Regions from separate parts of the Zea mays genome. Here regions 1 and 3 are each linked to region 2. A link is a contact called in public Hi-C data. All regions are on one chromosome and are shown on one strand. Each heading gives the region's core, a stretch centred on a gene start, on an enhancer-like site or on the middle of the called end of the contact. The rest is flanking DNA. Distances are from core to core; before and after follow the strand shown. Region 1 holds the start of LOC100303965 (OSJNBa0064G10.17-like protein). Region 2 holds the start of LOC100275470. Region 3 holds the start of LOC100193671.

Region 1 (3,468 bases), core at 455-2,954, 160 kb before region 2:
CATCAGGTCCTTGTGTTGGTGTAGACCTTGAGGCAGAGCAAAGGTATTGTTTTAGATAGCTGCTTATATGAAAGACCATTACTAGACTACTTGATGCGATTTTTATTTATTGTAGGAGGGAGCGCTGCAATTTATGCTTCATTGAATTGGAGAATGCCAAAAATAAGCTTCCATCTCTTACAAGGTATTTTTCAATCTGAATATTATACCTTCTTATAGAGATTTCTACCTCTGACCTGTATTAGCAGTCTACTTAACATACTATATCGTACATGGTTTAGTTGAGTGAGTTATTCATAGCCATTTTGAGACCATACTTCTCTAAACTTAGTCTGTGGCTTTGGTTTCAGTTCGTAGAATTTACGTTTCTGCAATACTCATATCTTGTTCTTTTCTGTTTAATCTCAACAGAAGAAAAGGGGCAGTTGCAAATGCTGCACAAGAGCTTGCGCTCGTCTTCCAGGAAATCATGAGCTGACTGACGACATACTAGACACACAGAATTAGATGGGACGTTCTTCCCTCTGCTGGCACCGAGATTGGATATCAGCTGCCCATGGAGCGCTAAGAGCTACTCAGTCTTAGCGCCGTCATCAAGCTCCAAGGCCACAGCAGCGGTGAAGGGCATTTTGCTGCTGCTATTCCCGCAGTCTGTACACATGCTAACACATAATCCGTGTCATTTGTGAAGAGAAGCTGCTGCCATGGACAATGGACTTCAGCCACAATATTATGTGGATGTCGTTTCATGGGCTGCCGGCGATGCTACAGGTCCCGATCGAATGATGATCAGCAGATGGGAACTCGTAGTTCCTTGCTGTCTGCAGCACCTTTCTCATGTACCGTTAGCATGTGCGTGTTTGTGGTTGGGTTGGGTTGTTTGGCCGATTTACTGATCATTGGCGAATGAAGTGAGCCATGTACATCATTTTGAAGAATTAATATCTTTTCTTCTTCTGAGTACCTCCCTTTGTCATGCACTGCATTGAGTGAAAATGATATCATGTGGTGTTGCCTTGAACTGGTTTCGGTGAGTTTCCATTTTCCCTGATCTGGCAAAAATCTACGTGTTTGTACTGTTGTTAGGCAGGCAGCTGGTAGTGTGGCATGTTAAACAACAGTACCTTACACAAACCATTATGCAGACAAAAACCAAATGGCACCCTAGACCAGAGGCATGCATGCAAGAAGTACCCGTCCTTATTCCAATCATCTTGGCAATTGCATCACAGAAACTAGCTTCCTCGTCGGCGGGTCCTAGCAGGTAGGGACACAGGACTTGGTGCACTTGGCGGCGCACTTGCTGTGCGCCGAGAGCGTGCAGGCCTTGCCGCAGAGCACCTTCTTCTTGTGGCACTCCTCCTTGGTGAGGCAGCTCCTGCCCTGCTTCTCGCCCTCCTTGCTGCTCCCCTCCTCCTTGGCGTGCTCGCCGCCGCCCGACGAGCTCTGGTCGTCGCCCTGCGTGGCCACGCCGCCGCTCGGCCACGCCTCCATCGGCTGCGCCCGCGAGACCTTGTTGCCCGCCCAGGTGGACGCCACCCTCGCGCCCTCCGCGACCAGCAGGCCCTCCTCCTCGAGGCGCACCTCGTGCAGCAACGCCGGCGCGATGGCGCCGCTGGCTGTCGCGGCGACCGCGAGAAGGACCGACACGGCGAGGTAGCAGGAGCGAGACATCATCGCTGCAGCTAGCTAGCGTTTTGGCTGCTTTTGAGCTGTGAGTGGCATTCGCTTCCAGTCCCTGCGTGTTTTTATAGTGCTCTAGTATAGTACGTTCGTGAGCAACCGAGCAGCAAGCAACAGGGGCGTGTCTCAACTACTGGTTTGGGTGAGAGGCGCCAGCTACGTGCTCGTAACCGAGCGAGCATACATGCACCATTTTTGTTTTCTTCTCTTGCACCATTTTCATCCAAAAGACCCGAATGGGGGTATATCAGACGGATTGAAATCACAAATATGAGGTCAGCTACCAGATACCAATCTTCTATCTGGCGGAGGACATAATAATAATTAAGTATGACTCAAGAAGGATAAAAAAGAAAAAAAAATATGATGCAACATGTAGGACAAGAACTTGAAACCTACCACTACACCAAACATGTTTTTAGGTATGACTCTAGCCATAGTAAACCATAATGGGTGCTTCACCACTGTCTATCTTATATATCACCTATTTTGAAAACACGGTACATGATGAAAAAAAGGGACAATGATGACTTCAATTGAACTTTAAGCAAACAAACCTTCGCAGGTACAGTGCATGTCGGAGGTAAGCCGAGTGACACCTAATTCTATGAACAAAAGGGGCAATAGTAGTTGGAATGATTGAGAGCACCTAGAGGGGGTGAATAGGTGATCCTGCGAAACTTAAACTTATAGCCACAAAAACTTGTTAAGTGTTAGCACAATAATTGCCAAGTGGCTAGAGAGGAGTCTCAACAAAACACAATACCACAAGAGATCAAACACAGAGGTGACACAGTGGTTTATCCCGTGGTTCGGCCAAGACCAACGCTTGCCTACTCCACGTTGTGGCGTCCCAACGGACGAGGGTTGCAATCAACCCCTCTCAAGCAGTCCAAAGACCAACTTGAATACCACAGTGTTTTGCTTTTCCTTTCAATATCCCGTTTGCGAGGAATCTCCACAACTTGGAGTCTCTCGCCCTTACACTTGAGATTCACAAAGAAATACGGAGTAAGGGAGGGAAGCAACACACACAAATCCACAGCAAAATGCGCACACACACGGCCAAGAATCGAGCTCAAAAGACTATCTCAAAGTTCTCACTAGAATGGAGCTCGAATCACTGAGAATGACAAACGAATGCGCAAAGAATGAGTGTGGATGATCAAGAATGCTCTAAGGTTGCTTGGTGTACTCCTCCATGCGCCTAGGGGTCCCTTTTATAGCCCCAAGGCAGCTAGGAGCCGTTGAGAGCAAATCTGGAAGGCCTTTCTTGCCTTCTGTCGTCGGGTGCACCGGACAGTCCGGTGCACACCGGATACTGTCCGGTGCCTGATTTCCTTCCTTAACTGGCGCTGCCGACCGTTGGGCGCCAGAGAGCCGTTGGCGCACCGGACATGTCCGGTGCACACCGGACAGTCCGGTGCCCCCTTCTGACCGTTGGCTCGGCCACGTGTCGCGAGCGGATTCCGCGGCCGACCGTTTGCCCGGCCGACCGTTGGCTCACCGGACAGTCTGGTGCACACCGGACAGTCCGGTGAATTTTAGCCGTACGCCGTCGGCGAATTCCCGAGAGCGGCCACTTCGCGCCGAGGCAGCCTGGCGCACCGGACAGTGTCCGGTGCACCACCGGACAGTCCGGTGCCCCAGACCGAAACAGCCTTTTGGCTGTACACAGCCAACTCTTCTCTTTTCTTCTTCTTTCTGTTTCTAATACTTAGACAAGTATATTAGTACACAAAACCAATGTACTAAGACTTAGAAACATATCTTTGCTCTTGTTTT
Region 2 (3,585 bases), core at 852-3,351:
ATCAATATTATTGATCATTGGGAGTATGAGTTTTTGGACGGTTTCTATTTCTGTATTGGTAGATATAAATTTTTTTTATCCGAAGCCAAGATCTTCATTTGCTGGTCGTTGCTGCTGCAACCAGCAAAGCAACCTAGGACCAGTTTCTTGCTTTCTTATGGAAATGAGAAATGATAACTTGTCCAGAGACCAGAGGAGGTAGGAGACTTGCACATCACCCAGGCTCAGGAGCACAAGGGACACGCTCCGCTTCAGTCTCATTTCCAGAACGTCTCCATGATTTTATTTTATTTTACCACGTTTGCCGTTTCGTTACACATGGCGCGTGTGTTTTTAAACAACAGTAGCACATGCGTCCAAGTTGTATCTGCCTAGAATTGCCGACTGTTAACATGAGACAGACAGTGAGCATAACCACGCTTTAGGCTGTAGCAACGTAGAACAGAGAGGCATCCGCTGACCATTCCATGAAAAAGAAAAAGAAAGAATCATGGAGCGAGGTAGTGGCATGGCCATTGACCTGTGGATCTCCTTCTCTCACACGCACACACCATGTGGCAGCAACGGTTTGTGTGCAATCACTGACCCACTACTTCACCAGTATTATATATATTATATGAACTTGGACACACTGTTATAATCAGTAAAAAAAAGAAAAAAAAGAAAGAGGAAAGGACGAACAGATGCAAGGCCAGCAAGGGCAACAATCGTGAAAGAGAGAATCTAACAGCTAGTACATGGAATCACTTCTACGTAATATTTTACTGGAAAAAAACATAGGTTGACACTGAAAATTCAGGCTACACCTTGGTCAGGGGATTTTACTTTTGACTGGAACTAGCCGCTCGTTTCCACTCGCAGGCAGAGTATCCAGCGTCAGCGGTCAAGCAAACACGGTATGATCTACAGTTAGATCCTGGTGGCACCGAAAGGGAAAGACGAAAGAGGCGGACCGGGCTGCCAGCGCAGAAGCCGACCAAATTTCTTGCTTTCTTACGGAAGGCAGCCACGCCAAGCTCGGCGTCGCCAGGCAGCCTCCGGACTCATCGCGGGCTAATCAAGCAGCCGACTGAGACTAGTCTTGATCAAGGACGGAATTTTACTGTGCTGTTTCACTCTCACCGAGTAGGTAAGATATAAATTACTTGTGCCTTGTGCTATGTACACCAAGATGAAAAAGAGAAGAAAAAAACAACCACAACCAAAGATGCATGCGTCTTGTGCTATGTACGTATGTATCGTACGGCGGCGAGGCTGGATCGATCGGGTCGGGAGGTCGCCTAGGCCTAGCTACCGCCGGCCGAAGGAGTTGCGGTTCTTCTCGATGAAGTCGTCGAAGCGGCGGTTCATCTCCTCCGCGCCGACCGACGGGTCCCGGGTTCTCGGCGGTTGGTGGTGGTGGTGCTGGTGCTGGTGCTGCGCGGGAGCAGGAGCAGCGGGAGCGGGGCGCGTCCTCCGCATGATGGCGTTCCACGTGGCGTCGAGGTCGTGGTCGGCGTCGCCGTCAAGCGAGGGCTCCCGCTCCCGCTCCAGGAGGGCGGAGGAGGAGGCGTCCTCGTCGGACTCCGTGGTGACGCAGGACTCGCTGCCGCCGCCGCCGGAGCCCGTGGGGGAGAACTCGGCCTGCAGATCCTCGCAGTCCTCCTCCTGCTTGGCCTTGGCCTTGACGGGCGGCACCGGCACCTCCGCGGCGCGGGCGTGGGCAGCGGGCGATGGCGGCGCGCCGGGCTGATGGTGGACGTGGACGTGGCTGTGGTCGGAGGACAGCTTCCAGATGACGAGGATGATGAGGTGCACGGTGACGAAGAGGTAGGGCGGGACGAGGCAGAGGCGCGCGGCGGCCCAGACGCGCGGGAGCACGGCGCCGGCCGCGGACGCGAGGCGCGGGACTGCGAGGCGCGCCAGGGACGCGGCCGCGGCCAGCGCCAGGGCCGCCTTCACCGCGAGCACCGTCGTGGCGGGCTGCATGCCCCTGTGGCCGTGTGGCATGGTGGGTGCTGGCAGGCGAAAGGAGGCGGCCGGACGAGCGCGAGCTGAGCTGGTAGCCTGGTAGTGTTGGCGGCGTGAGCGACGGGCAGGAGAGGACGCGGTGGACACGGGCCGAGAGCGGAGGTGAGGTGGAGCGGCTATTTATTGGGCGAAGAAGGGGAGGCCAAGATTGCGCTCTTGAGAGTCATAGGATTGTGACAGTCACGTACGTATACTCCTACATTTTCCACCATTTTTTTTTTGAAGTACCAGAAAATCAGAAATGCTACGATTCCAGGCCACTGCGAAGGCAATGGGAACTAGGAAAGGGACGGATCCGATCCGATCCGATCAAACCCGGCTGGACCTGGACCTCCGCATCTGCTCCGGGCAACCAACCATTCGTTCCAGCTCGCGCTGCCTTTTGCCTTTTGGGCAGTCCGTCTGGATAAATACGATTGGTCCCCCCATCCCCGGACCCGTCGGCTTAAGAAATGTCCGGGGCCTGACGACGACGCAGGCGCAGGTGCTCCGGTTCCTCGATCTGCCTGCGTTTTTTGGCCACTTCCAGCAGCAGGTCAACTCCTTGGGGGTCATGCATTTCCCAGATCGATCGATGACGAGCCACCTGCTCGATCCAGATCAGCCCAACAGTGTTGCCAGGCAGAGCATGCTACTCGTACAATAGTAAGTATAGTATACTACGAGTTAGTAGTACAAGTAGTACCGACTAATCACTCAGAGAAATGGTTACTTCGGTTAGCAGGGACGCAGGTGCGTTTGTGCCACAGCGGCGACAGTCTGGGGGTGCGCGTGCGCGGCGCAGATTTTGTTGCCTTCCATCCAGACCCATCCTGCCGCTCCACGTCACCTGGCCCTCCTCGCGGCGGATCAGGATCACCGCTCACACACAGGCGGACCCGTGCGGTACAGTACATGCAGCTCCAGCAGTAGTGCTCTCTTTCGTCCTCTCTCTCTATGCAAGTGCAACTTGTCGGGCCGAGGAAATGTTTCGTCGCACGCAGGAGTGCGATCCATACGCCGCCTGAACTACGCCGCCATACCGCCGAGGGCAACCCTCACTGCCGTCGCCGTCACGCACGTCTCCTCCCCTCCCTTGCCCTGCCGGCCTGCCTGCCAGACATCGACGGCCGGCCGCTGCTGCTGCCTGTCGCCCATCTGCCCGACTGCGACCTGCGTGGCGCGCGTTCGTTCAGCTGAAGATGGCCATTTACGTGTTCTACCAGGCCCGTTTTCAGACGAAGACGTAACCAGAATCAAGTAAGAGGCGACCGACACTCCCACAGAGAGAGACCCATCACGAAGCAGCGGGGAGAGCGGCCCAGGCTCCTCCATCACGTCATCTGGACGGCCGAAAAAGGCCATGGAAAGTTCGTCCAAAAAGGGGGCGGTGGGGAGCTCGATGAGCAGCGGGGCAGGTGCTCCCATTCCCACACGTGAACCCCAGGAAAAGAAGAACCAAAAGCTCATGTACGCGCGCGTGATACAGCCGCTCATTACTCAACTCACCCCCAGCAAAGTTTCAACCCGGTATTTCTTTTCAAGTACCGGTCAAATGGAATTGGCAAGCATCGTGCCCACACACAAAAAAAAAGT
Region 3 (3,221 bases), core at 330-2,829, 250 kb before region 2:
AATCAATGAGATGTTTCAGAATTAATACCAAAAATATCCCAAAATGTGTTTGGGCAGTTGAACATGGAGACGAAGATCACAAATTCGCACCTGAGATTTGGACCATGACAGATCAAGAACATCAGCGGCATGCCCCAGAAGCGAGCAAACTGGCTTGTCTCTGAAACCAAACACACACTCAGGAACGACCAGATGATCAGACCCTACAGACTTCCGATTGCTCTGCTTCCTCAGCCTTCTCTTCTTATCCATGTCAGCGCAGGTGAATGACAATGCAGCGATCTCCGGTGAATCATTCCCAAGAAACGTGAGAAACGGGCTGCAGCCACCACCATTCTCCTTTGCCAGCGAACCTTCCCCGAGCAACTCACCCTTTCTGTCTCCCTCAGACACCTCCCAAACATGGATCACACGATCCTCTCCAGCAGTGGCAAGGTATCGTCCATCCAGGCTGAAGTTGATGCACCACACGGAGCCCGAGTGGGCAGCCAATTCCTGCGTCATGAACAGCCCGGTGAGCTCCTTGCACGCCTTCCCGTACTGTCGCACCTGGACCCTCCTTACATCGCGCGAGCCGGCGCCATCGAGGCTGTCATCGGTGGCAGAGCTGAGGCGCCGCGCCTCCCTCTCCTTCTTCTCCTTCTCCTTCTCCTTGTCCCCATCGTCGGCGCCGCGCCTCCCGTACGCGACGGTGCCCGCCAGCTGCCTGATGCCCCGCAGCCACCCGCCCCCGGGCTTCCTCCGGGGCTTGCTGGCCGCGGGCGCGGCGTGATTGGAGGCGGACGCGGACGCCGCGGTGGTGGTCCGCTTCATGAGCTCGTGCACGATCGGGGAGCGGCCAACGCAGAGCTCGAACTCCTCGAAGGTGAGGTGGCGGCCGGTGCCCACCTCCCGCACCACCTCCTCCTCGTGCACCTCCCCGACCTCGAACTCCGTGCCGTCGTCCAGGTTCCGGATCCGGCATTGCTGCTCCCCGCCGCTGGAGCTGGGGTTCCGCGTCAGCGGGGGGCTCCCGAGCCCGGCGCCGGATCTGGGCTCCTCCGGGGGCGCCGGTGGCGACGCCGGGGTAGACGCGGGAGGCGACGGCGAGCGGCGAGGCGGCGGGTCGGAGGCGAGGCCCAGGCGCTGGAGCAGGAGGCGGCGGCGCTCCTCCACGGAGGTTGGCTCGGAGATCCAGACGTCGTACGCGGAGGACAGCGGCTGGTGCTGGTGCTGGTGCTGGTGGAGGAGGTGGTGGCGCCTGCTGCGGCGGCGGCGGTGGTCGGCGTCGTCGTCGGAGGCGGAGGCGGAGGAGCAGGAGGAGGAGAGGATCCGATCCAGCGACTCGTAGAACTCGTCCTCCTGCTCCGCCTCCCCCTCGCCCGCCGGTTCCCGCAGGCCCCGCGCCCGCGCCGCCTCCGGCATTGCCGTCGCTCCGGCACCGGCACCCACCCAAGGCGCGCGCGGGCCGGGGCTGTGGTCTGTCGGCGGCGAGCAGACCAGAGCGGTGGGGCGCGCCCAAACGGCGAGCGGATTTATACGCGAGGTTTGTTGGTTTCGTGTCGTTGTTACAGCTTCCGCTCGGCTTGTGCCTTGTTTGTTACTGCTGCTGCGACTGCGATGCGTGCGGCGGGGCGTCGTCACTCTGCTCCTTCGGTTCGGACTCCAGCTGGGAAAGGAGGGTGCCGAGCCAGCACCGACGGACTACGGTGGTCCAGCCGCGACGAGGTAGAAGTGGGAGTGGAACGTGGAACGGAACTATGGAGGTGGGTGCTGAGCACGCACGGCGCCATTTGGCCTGTCGCGAACGGGCTGCTCGGCAGTCGGCACGTCGAAGCGTACCAGGTGCTGATCTACTGGGGCCGAGGATCTAATGGGACCGACGATGACGGGTGGGGCCCGAGACAAATATCTCTCCCTGGAATAGTGGTTTTCGTACAAGGAGTCTCTCGTACAACAAGCCCCACTAACTGGCTGTTTTATATGAACCAGCCAACCAGCAAGCAAAATGTGTTGCACAAGAAGATCATGTGCTATGCTATTCTCATATATCACCATTCTATGTGAACTTTTGGTTATAGTGGTTTGGTTTGGGATAGAATCAAACTGATCTAAACTTTGGTTAGACATTTTGTTTGTTTGTTTATAATAGCCAACTATATTAAGATCAACTGCAGGATACACATACACAGGCAAAATCAGGGAGGATGGCTTCTATTGATTCTTGTACTACATCTCGTTCTTGAGGCTGGAGATGCGTTCAAAAGTGAGTATTTGCAGTGAACAAAAAGGCTCGAGTAAAATCACAATAAAAATGCTTATCGGAATCTAGCTTATCATAAAAAATTGCATTTTTTGTTGATGTATCTAGGATACCTCCCGCACGTTCTGTCGTAGAGACTGACGAAGGAGACGCTAGGCATTGGCCCTGTTTGGTGCAGCTGCTGCTTGTTGAAAAAGCAGCTTATCTGATAAGCTGGTGAAAAGCAGCTTCTGCTTGTTGGCTGCTTTTAGTGTATTTTGAGAAGCAGCTGAACTGATAAGCTGCTGCAGAAGCTAGCTGTTTGGCAGAACTTCTGCTTAAATTTGTGAAGAAGCTGAAAATAAGTTGTGCCAAACAGGGCCATTAACCGAGGCAGATGTTTGTGTGAGAGAGATTGAACATACTATATAGGTGAGTGTGCTGACTATGTATTTAGCATCTTATAGTTTCTCTTGCGGAGCATGTCCCTTGGTAAATACATAAACATAAACCACATATAGTATGTCCGGTGTATGTCTCTTGCGGAGCATGTCTCTTGCGGAGTATCATAATACTATGTTTGCGGAGCATCTTATAGGTGACTGTCCGGTGTGCACCGGACATGTCCGGTGCGCCAACGGCTCTCTGGCTACCAACGGTCGGCTTCGCCGTACAAGAAAAGAAATCGGGCACCGGACACTGTCCGGTGTGCACCGGACTGTCCGGTGCGCCAGTCGACAGAAGGCAAGATCAGCCTTCCTAGAATGCTCTCAACGGCTCCTAGCTGCCTTGGGGCTATAAAAGGGACCCCTAGGCGCATGGAGGAGTACACCAAGCATTCCTACAACATTTCTAAGCACCAAGACCTCGATTCCGCGCATTCGTTTCATTGTGATAGCATATAGAGCTCTAGTGGAGTTGTGAACTCATTGAGTTGTGTTGCGAGCTCTTGTTGTGACTTGTGTGCGTGTTGATACTCTGATTCTTGTGTCTTGTGTGC

What was found. A called contact is a pair of places that touch in the nucleus more often than the background predicts.
Region 1: a contact with region 2 is called in a Hi-C map of leaf, with 4 times the contacts expected there. The contact joins the promoter of LOC100303965 here to the promoter of LOC100275470 in region 2. A contact is called at or near these places in 2 of 25 Hi-C or Micro-C datasets (endosperm and leaf).
Region 3: a Hi-C map of leaf shows a contact between it and region 2, with 2.2 times the contacts expected there. The contact joins the promoter of LOC100193671 here to the promoter of LOC100275470 in region 2. A contact is called at or near these places in 4 of 25 Hi-C or Micro-C datasets (ear, leaf and tassel).

The regions. Positions count from the first base shown.
Region 1 is chr10:150,534,318-150,537,785 of Zm-B73-REFERENCE-NAM-5.0, reverse strand. It overlaps LOC100303965 (OSJNBa0064G10.17-like protein), which reads right to left and starts at 1,704. Exons shown (of 1, transcript NM_001165516.2): 1 at 923-1,704. The coding sequence starts at 1,677. The coding sequence ends at 1,258. It overlaps LOC103642198 (katanin p80 WD40 repeat-containing subunit B1 homolog), which reads left to right. Exons shown (of 18, transcript XM_008665508.3): 16 at 1-43; 17 at 116-184; 18 at 412-1,021. The coding sequence ends at 478.
Region 2 is chr10:150,375,379-150,378,963 of Zm-B73-REFERENCE-NAM-5.0, reverse strand. LOC100275470 reads right to left here and starts at 2,101. Exons shown (of 1, transcript NM_001149535.2): 1 at 1,102-2,101. The coding sequence starts at 1,989. The coding sequence ends at 1,291. LOC100285695 (dihydroorotate dehydrogenase) reads right to left here. Exons shown (of 11, transcript NM_001158586.1): 11 at 3,463-3,585. It overlaps LOC100273602, which reads left to right. Exons shown (of 10, transcript NM_001148018.1): 10 at 1-25.
Region 3 is chr10:150,624,378-150,627,598 of Zm-B73-REFERENCE-NAM-5.0, reverse strand. It overlaps LOC100193671, which reads right to left and starts at 1,579. Exons shown (of 8, transcript NM_001358857.1): 1 at 565-1,579; 2 at 91-495. The coding sequence starts at 1,404.